Linked DNA regions of Mus musculus: all the other regions are linked to region 2. Evidence: chromatin contacts called from public promoter capture Hi-C data. All regions are on one chromosome and are shown on one strand. Each heading gives the region's core, a stretch centred on a gene start, on an enhancer-like site or on the middle of the called end of the contact. The rest is flanking DNA. Distances are from core to core; before and after follow the strand shown.

Evidence for each region. Promoter capture Hi-C pulls out the DNA fragments that hold promoters and counts their contacts. Capture Hi-C pulls out chosen DNA fragments and counts their contacts.
Region 1: a promoter capture Hi-C map of embryonic stem cells shows a contact between it and region 2, with 3 times the contacts expected there. The contact joins the promoter of Dusp26 here to the promoter of Wrn in region 2. A contact is called at or near these places in 4 of 39 promoter capture datasets (the C10 cell line, embryonic stem cells, hippocampal neurons and 1 more) and 2 of 115 datasets of contacts at active chromatin or transcription factors (astrocytes and large pre-B cells).
Region 3: a contact with region 2 is called in a promoter capture Hi-C map of liver, with 4 times the contacts expected there. The contact joins the promoter of Eri1 here to the promoter of Wrn in region 2. A contact is called at or near these places in 2 of 39 promoter capture datasets (the C10 cell line and pre-B cells) and 1 of 9 other capture datasets (liver).

What each region holds. Positions count from the first base shown.
Region 1 is chr8:31,088,180-31,090,879 of GRCm38.p6, forward strand. It overlaps Dusp26 (dual specificity phosphatase 26 (putative)), which reads left to right and starts at 1,348. Exons shown (of 5, transcript NM_025869.4): 1 at 1,348-1,716; 2 at 1,981-2,123.
Region 2 is chr8:33,384,148-33,386,847 of GRCm38.p6, forward strand. Wrn (Werner syndrome RecQ like helicase) reads right to left here and starts at 1,380. Exons shown (of 34, transcript NM_011721.4): 1 at 1,195-1,380. It overlaps Purg (purine-rich element binding protein G), which reads left to right and starts at 1,695. Exons shown (of 2, transcript NM_001382855.1): 1 at 1,695-1,916; 2 at 2,183-2,700. The coding sequence starts at 2,189.
Region 3 is chr8:35,494,175-35,496,874 of GRCm38.p6, forward strand. Eri1 (exoribonuclease 1) reads right to left here and starts at 1,359. Exons shown (of 7, transcript NM_026067.3): 1 at 1,098-1,359. The coding sequence starts at 1,193. It overlaps Gm51568 (a long non-coding RNA gene), which reads left to right and starts at 1,352. Exons shown (of 2, transcript XR_003947532.1): 1 at 1,352-2,700.

The DNA.
Region 1 (2,700 bases), core at 98-2,597, 2.3 Mb before region 2:
ATGGGGAATTCATCTCTAGGTGAAGTGCCGTGTCAGAAAGGAACAAGGAGAGATGGAGGACGTTGAGATGGAAGCCTGCCTCTTGAGAGGAGCGGTGGGTGGCTCAGACGGCAGCCTAGGGAGGTACCTGGCAGTCTGCAACACTGGGGTATTTGGTGCTGTGTCTCATGATGCTTCCCTTGGTTCACAGACTACATCCTCATCTATTCTCTGAGCTCAGATTGTCCCAGCTCCCAATCTCAACCACAGTAGACACCACCTCCATCTCCTAACTAGCCTGCCTCTGCTTCCCTGACTCCTGCTTCCTTCCTGTAGGTAGCTGGGGCTCTGCCTGCTTCTCAGTCGCACCATCTGACCATAGTCATTCGGACTCCCCATCCTGGGTCTCTCCACGCAGTGTGTGGGGTCGTTTTGTGTCAACTTGACACAGGCTAAAGTCATCTGAGAGGAGGGAATCTCTACTGAGAAAACGTCTCCATAAGACCAGGCTGTAGACAGGACTGTAGAGCATTTTCTTAATAAATGATTGATGGGGGAGAGCCAAGCTCATTGTGGGTGGAGCCATCTCTGGGCTGGTGGTCCTGGGTTCTATAAGAAAGCAGGCTGAGCAAGCCATGAGAAGCAAGCCAGTAAGTGGTGCCTCTCCATAGCCTCTGCATCAACTCCTTTCTTGGGGTTCTTGCCCTGTTTGAGTTCCTATCCTGACTTCTTTGATGATGAACAGTGATATGGAAGTATAAGCCACATAAACCCTTTCCTCGGGGTCAGGATGTTTCATCACAGCAATAGAAACCCTAACAAAGACAAGCAATGAAAGAGACTCTTAGGAAAGGCAACACCGATCTTGACTCTTGACTCTGAATACTTAACGATCTTGACGCTGACCATATAGAGAAACAGGTGATAGCAGATACCACTGAACGACATCATGTGAGAAAGAAATGACGATTAATTTCTTCAGGGCTGGGTTGAGTGTACAGTTGTAAAATGCAGAAATGGCTTTCTGGTTGAAATGCAAAGTGCATACTCCCTTGAATGGGCAGCACGGTTGGAAGAGTCATAGCATGAACTTGGGGGTCTCATTACCATCCTCGGATGCTTGGCTCTATCAATACCTAGCTGCTGACCTGGACTTAGCCTCTCTGTACTTCAGTATCTTCCCTTCCCCAAATGCAGATGAAGATGCCTGTCTGATGCACCTCTGATGCGTATAAAAGTCCCCTAAGACAGGTGAAGTGCCTAGCATATGGTAAACGCTATTAATAGTAAGGGTAGCTGAGGATTGTTCTCTAGCGCGTAGAAAAGAGTAGGGCAGGCCGTCTGCAATTCATGAATTCTGTCTGGGAAGAGCGAGCAGTGTATATAGACCCTGTCTGGAAAGGCTTGCAACAAGGCTTTGCCATTGGTCTACAGGGCAGCAGCCCTGGCGTGCACGCGAGGCGGGGCTGCGGGCCTGCGCGGGGCTGTAAACAGGGGCGGGCTGTGTCGCTGCGGTGTGGCGGCTCCCACCGCTGCGTGACACGGTGTCCCTGGGTGTCACCAGCGCGCACACCGAGAGGAACCTGCTTCGATGTGCGTGTCATGGCGTAAAAATAGCTGCCATCCACCTGCGCGCCGGGGCGGCGGCGCAGCGGCGGGGGCCGCGAAAGAGCCATGGGCACCGGACTGCGGGAGCCCGCAGGCCACCTCGGGATCTGAGACCCTTGCGACCAGGAGGTAGAGACATGTGGGGTGCGGGGACAAGAGTCGGGGCCGGGCAGGTTCACAGGAGCATCGCCGCACGTCTCGCTGTGCCCTGCTTCCCCGCTGCGCCAGGCTGTCTGGGTTGGCACAAGGCTAAGGCGACAGCCACGAACCTGTTACTACCGCGACAGCAGACGGAGGGAGGGGGGCAGCGGCCAGGGCCTCTGGTGGCGGGTTAATGGGATTGGAAAAGGCCCAGGGGTGTATTCCAGCCTGAACTTGAATCCTCTACACCAGGAGGAATAGTCCAGAGGACAGCGGCTACCTGCTTCTTCTCTCCTGCCAGTCTCCGTGCCTTTCACCAGCACTTAGGCAGCAGAATCTATTCTGAGAGAGGTTATTGGAGGGAAAGGATGGGTCTTTGAGCCCCAGGAGTAGAGGTAGGTGCTGAGGGGTGGTTGTGGTGGTGGTGGTGGTGGTGTCGATTGTAGTACTGGATTTTTGGGCTTCTTCTAAACAAACCATTGAAAACCTATCTGTCCCTGAACTCCTGAGTAGAGACTCATCCTTTATTAGCTATGACCCCACTGCCCCTGTTTGTGGTGTGTTCTGAAAGACTGACCCTTAGAGAAGAGAAAGCTAGGCCAGCTGGGAGCGTGTGGTGGGATCACTGTGAGGCCATGGGTCAAGATGGCTTCTTATTGCTGGACATTCAGTTGAGGCCCCTAAGGCTGATGGAAGCACAGGAAATTGGAGGGGATGGGGGAGATGCTGCAGGTTAGCCCACCTAACATGCCAGACCATAGCGGGAAGTGACCATGGATGGAGATCTTCCACAGTTGTCTCTCTGCCCAAATGTCCTAGGGCAAGCCTCAAAGGCAGTCTCTTCCAGCTGTGAGGCTCAGAGTAGGAGCCCATCTTCCCAAGCTCCTAGTCTCCACAGGTACTCTGAGACACACCTGCTAGGCCCCTTAAGGCTGACGCTGCTCCTTGTGCAGTGCAAGATCAGTTGATTTC
Region 2 (2,700 bases), core at 130-2,629:
GTGTGTGTGTGTGTGTGTGTGTGTGTGTGTGTGTGTGTTTCCCTGAAAACTCGACCAGAGCTTCCCAACACTTCAGGATGACACACCAGATTCCTAACATAGTCATGAATCCTGCATAATCTCTCTGATCTCTAAGAGCAGGCCCCTTTTCTCTACCCTAAAGGCCTTTCTAGGTTACTCTTACTCCAAGCAGCCTCCTTCAGGCTTGCACTTTCTTTCCTGTCCCATAGACACTTCCTTCACAGTGAGGACCTATTGGGAATTGTACCTCCCAACACCCACTGGCCCTCACCCGTCTTTCTTTCATTTTCACTTTGTCAATACTGCACTTGGCATTTTGTGTATCTCTTTCCGCTAAATTGTGAGCTCAAAAATGGGTAAATTTTCTGTTTCATTCATTTTGTTATCTCAGCAGCGCTCAACAATTATATGCTGAATTAGCAGAGCTGGGATGCCATTCAATTGAAGAGCGCTGTATCAAGCAGGTGAGTGGTCCCAGTCTGGGGTTCCATCCTCAAAGCAAGAGGAGACACAGGGGACAACTAGTATACAACGACATCGAGTACCAAACTGCCCTATACGCCGCAGGCTTTGCATACAATCTCTAATAAAAGATCAAGAGGGCATGACAGGGTAGGCCGTACTCTCTTGAGTTCGAGGACAGCCTGGGCTAAAAGTGTGAGGGGCTACAGAAGAGAAGCCGGGTCTCAATAAAACCAAAGGGAAAAATAAGGCTGAAATTTGTTATTTGGGGACTCTGGATTAGCATCCTAAAGAGTTTTTTGCTCTCCAGGTTTTTACATATCAGGTCTATGGGAGAACGAGTCATATTCAACAAGACCAAATGCTCATTAGTACAATGACTTAACCTTAAGAGGTCCAAAACAATTTGCTCAGTAGTGGAAAGTCGGTTGCCTCCCCGGACTCAGTTACCTCTGCCTCCGAAGCGCTATAAACAGCAGCTGGGGCGGAAGAGGCGGGAAAGCCCACTGACGGGACCAGAGGAGGCCTGTGGCTCCGAGGCCCCTTTCCAGGGGATCTGAAGGAGAAAGGAGGCAAGGCTCCCTTTCCAAGAATCTCCCCAACACAACCCCAAGAGAAAGCCTCGTGGGAGAGAGAAACAAGCGTCCGAGATGCGTAGATATAGCCCAGGGTACGCAAAGGGGAGAGGCAAAAGCGGGGAAGGCACGTTACCCTGAGAAGAGCCAGATCTAAGGGTCTTCTCCTCCAGCAGGATGATTTATGGAGGACTGAGAACCAAAGCCCAGGACCCAGGCATCGAGAGAGGCCTCACATTTACTAACTTTATACCAACGGGCGCCTCGGTGCACTTCTGGTCTGGCGACTGCCCTTCCCTGCACTCCGCCCGCGGCCCCGCCCAACCTCTCCCAGCCGCGCCGCCCTCCCACCCACCGCAGCCACCCCGCGCAGCACGCATGCTCAGAGCTGACGGCCGCTGGGCACGCTGGGAAATGTAGTCTCAACGCAGGTGCGGGTGAGTCGCGGGAAATCACAACCCTCCCGCCACCTCTCCTGCCGGCTCTCTCGCACGCCGGGTCCCCGCGCGCTGTCTGCCGTCAGGGCGCGCCCGGAGGCAGAGCCCGAGTCCCCCGTCTTTCCGCTAGCGCGGCTGGGGAGGCGGGGTCCCAAGCCCGGCCCCTCAGGCAGCTCCCCGCCTCCCTCCCGCCCTCCCCGCGGCGTCGGGCCGGTGCCCGAATCCAGGCAGCGGCCGCAGGAGGCGCGGCGGCGGCGGTGGGCGCCGCAGGCGATGCCCCTGCCCCGCTGCTCCGGCGGGGGGCAGAGCGCGCGGCGGCGGCGGCGGCGGCGGGGAAGGAGGCGGGGGGCGGCGGCGGAGGGGCCGAGAGCTGGCGGCGGCGGCGGCGGTGGTCGTGAAGGGCATCGGTGACGGAGATGATGTGAGTGTCGGCTGGCTGGGACCCCCGGGGCTGCCGAGCCGGAGCTGGGCGGCTGGCAGCGTACGGGAATCGGAGCGGGAGGCCTGGGGCGGCAGAGGGGATGCTGTGTGCGCGGTGCGGAGCCGGCCGAGGCCGGAGCGCGAGAGCCGGGCCAGAGTAGGGGTTCCGGGCGGCGGCAGCGGGGGCAGTGCGGACCCAGGGGCGTCTGCGATTGTTCTCAACACCCCTCCCCCATCCCACCCCGTGTGTCTGTTTGTCACTTGCAGCTGAAGATGGAAAGAGCCAGGCGAAGGGGAGGCGGCGGCAGCGGCGGCGGCCGTGGCCGCGGAGGCAAGAATGTAGGGGGCCCTGGCCTAAGCAAGAGTAGACTCTATCCCCAGGCCCAGCATTCTCACTACCCCCACTACTCCGCGTCAGCCACCCCTAATCAGTCTGGGGGCACATCCGAAATCCAGGAGCTAGCCTCCAAACGTGTGGACATCCAGAAAAAGAGGTTTTACCTAGACGTGAAGCAGAGCTCCCGGGGCCGCTTCCTAAAGATAGCCGAAGTCTGGATAGGGAGAGGCCGGCAGGACAATATCAGAAAGAGTAAACTGACCCTCTCCCTGTCGGTAGCAGCAGAGCTGAAGGACTGTCTAGGCGACTTCATCGAGCACTATGCCCATCTGGGCCTGAAAGGCCACAGACAGGAGCATGGCCAGAGCAAAGAGCAAGTCTCCAGGAGGCGGCAGAAGCACTCTGCACCCTCCCCACCGGTGTCAGTGGGGTCAGAAGAGCATCCTCA
Region 3 (2,700 bases), core at 109-2,608, 2.1 Mb after region 2:
GGGGCATCTTTCCAGAGAGGGCAGATGGAAGCGTCTTCAGCCTTCCAAAGTACCTACCAACAAAGGGAATAATCTGGAAAGATCCAGAGAAGCATGCTCCGGACAAGAGGAGCACAAGATCCTTACGTTACAAAACACTCCACGATAAAAGAACACAAGGAAGCCAGAGTGGACGAAGATGTGTATATGAACTGAGCAGAGGGGCAAACTGAAGAAGGCACGGAATGCGCAGCGCAACCTCGGCACAGACTGTCAAAAGGAAACTCTAGAGGCCTGATAGACAGCTTAACCATGAAGAACAAACTCTGCTCTTCCCCAAGACCCATACCTCCTTTCCTGGTCTTCAGAGGCACCTGCGCACACACACACATTTTAAAAAATAATATTTAAAAGGCTATTCTGGCTACTACACGAAGGTGTAAATGGAAAGAATAAAGGCATTGGGACGCCTCTATGGAATACCCACCTTCTGACATTTTGGTTTTTGAGCCTAGCCTTTCACACCCAAGCCATCTATCTCTCTACCCTGCCAATGAATGAATAACCTGGGTGTCAGTACTCAACTCCTCTTACGAAAAAGCGACAGAATTTAGCATCTCGCTCACAACCCGCGGCGCTAGCCAACACTAATTCATCAAGATGAAAAACAGAAGTCCGGGGATCATCTCCTGATCTTGCCCATGCCGTGAGGAAGTAGCAAATCACTTAGAAAGCCGGTCGTGGCAGGGTTCTGGGCGAGACAGTAGGGGACGGGGAAAGACCGGGGGAGGGTCCTCTCGGGAACAGATGCACCTCGGGGTGCAGAGGGCAGTGGGCCGTCTGGGGCTGGGAAGACACGGGCTGTCCGAGCACCCCGAAAGGCTTGCCGCCGCATCTGGCGGGGAGGGTGGGCGCTGGAGAGAACCCAGCCAATCAGCGCCACGGGGCTGATGGAACGGCAGTGCGCCCGCGCGCGCCGAATGTTTACGCGGAATTCTCACTCGGAACTTCCCGCCTGACCTCCTCCCTCTCGAGGCCGACGATGCTCGCCCCGACTAGGACGGAGCAGGGGAGCGAGCGAGGCCGCCCCGCACGCGCGCGCGAGCTCCCGACCTCACCTCCACGCTCAGCGGCCGGGACTCCTCACACTCCGGCCGCGGCGTCTTCTGCTGCGCCGCGTCGCCGCCACGCTCCCGGCCCCGCTCGTCCTCCATGCCGCCTCTCGCGGGCCGCGAGACGGCCGCGGACGCTCACTGTCGGTCCACCGAGACCCGCGGGAAGCCGCCTCGCTCTCTCCCTTGAAAAACTACCGCGCTTCACGTTCCCGCGGCGGCCGCCACACAAACTCCGCCGGACGCCTCCTACTTCCGGGAGCGTGTGGCGTTGTCACGCCGCGCAGGCGCAGTGGGCGGGTCCCCTCCTTTTTCTCCCCGCGCGCGCGCGGTAGGACGGCGGCGGGAGAGAGCCCGGGAGGCGAGCGATTTGGGGAAGTGGGCGTGGGTAGCCCGCAGGTTCGAAAATGGTGCTGCGCCGGTTGCCTGGGATGCGCGCGTGAAGCTGCCCTAATTAGTGTTTGCTGCAAGTTCTAAGGTCTTTCCTCCCAGTAACTCAAAATCTATTTACTTTTTTTCCCCCACTGTAGCAGAAGCTGCTTTGACAACGACCAGTGTAGTCTATGTATGCCCTTCTGCAGATGCGTTCCTAGGGTCTAGATTCCACAACGCTGAAATCTACAGGATTGCATCCTTTCCAATGCTGTTTGGCATTTGGGGACGTTTTTAAAAATCATTTTCATTCGTCTCCACCCCCCCCCCTTGTGTTTATGGGTGTTTTACCTGCGAGCATGTCTGCACCGCGTGTGTGCAGTACCCCAGGGAGGCTGAAGAGAGCGTTGTCCCTGGGATTGGAGTTAGAACCCAACATGGGAGTTGCCATGTGGGTGTTTTTGAGAGGCGAAGGAAGAAACTACCATTCCAACTTAAGTGTCTGGGCAAGATGAACTTTACTCTTTATCAAGCGGGTATGCTCGAAGAGTGAATACATACAAGTCAGGAAGTGTGTTTGGTGATTATTTTAACTTAGGGTGTGGCCTGTGTGTGTCTCTTCCTCCTGATTTGAGGTCCCGTTGTTTCACAGCCTGATTTGATTGGCTAGTCTGAAAAGAATTGGTGCACAGGAAGTGGAGGATGGGGAAAGGGGCCATTGGAATAAAGGAGCAGTTCTTTGAGTAAACAGTAGTTTTTCTGGATCTGAAGGATCGAAACATTTTCATTAAAAGTCTCACAAGGTGGAGGAAGATAAAAAGATTTCAATTCTTTGTCTTAAACCCAAGTTTTATAGTATCCATAGAAAAGACTTGTGGTGGTTTAAATATGCTTGGCCCAGGGAGTGGCACTATTAGTAGATGTGGCCTTGTTGGAGGAAGTCTGTCACTGTGGGCATGAGCTTTAAGACCCTCATTCATGCTGGCTGCCTGAAAGTCAGTCTTCTCCTGTTTGCATTTGGAGCAAGATGTTGAACTCTCAGCTTCTCCTGTACCATGCCTGCCTGGATGGTGCCATGCTCCCACTTTGATGATAATGGACTGAACCTCTGAACCTATAAGCCAGCCCCAATTAAACGCTATCCTTCTAAGAGTTGCCTTGGTCATGGTTAAACACTTGTCATAAGACAAGACTCTTACTTGGTATTTCTCACACACTGGCGATTGAACCGGGGTCT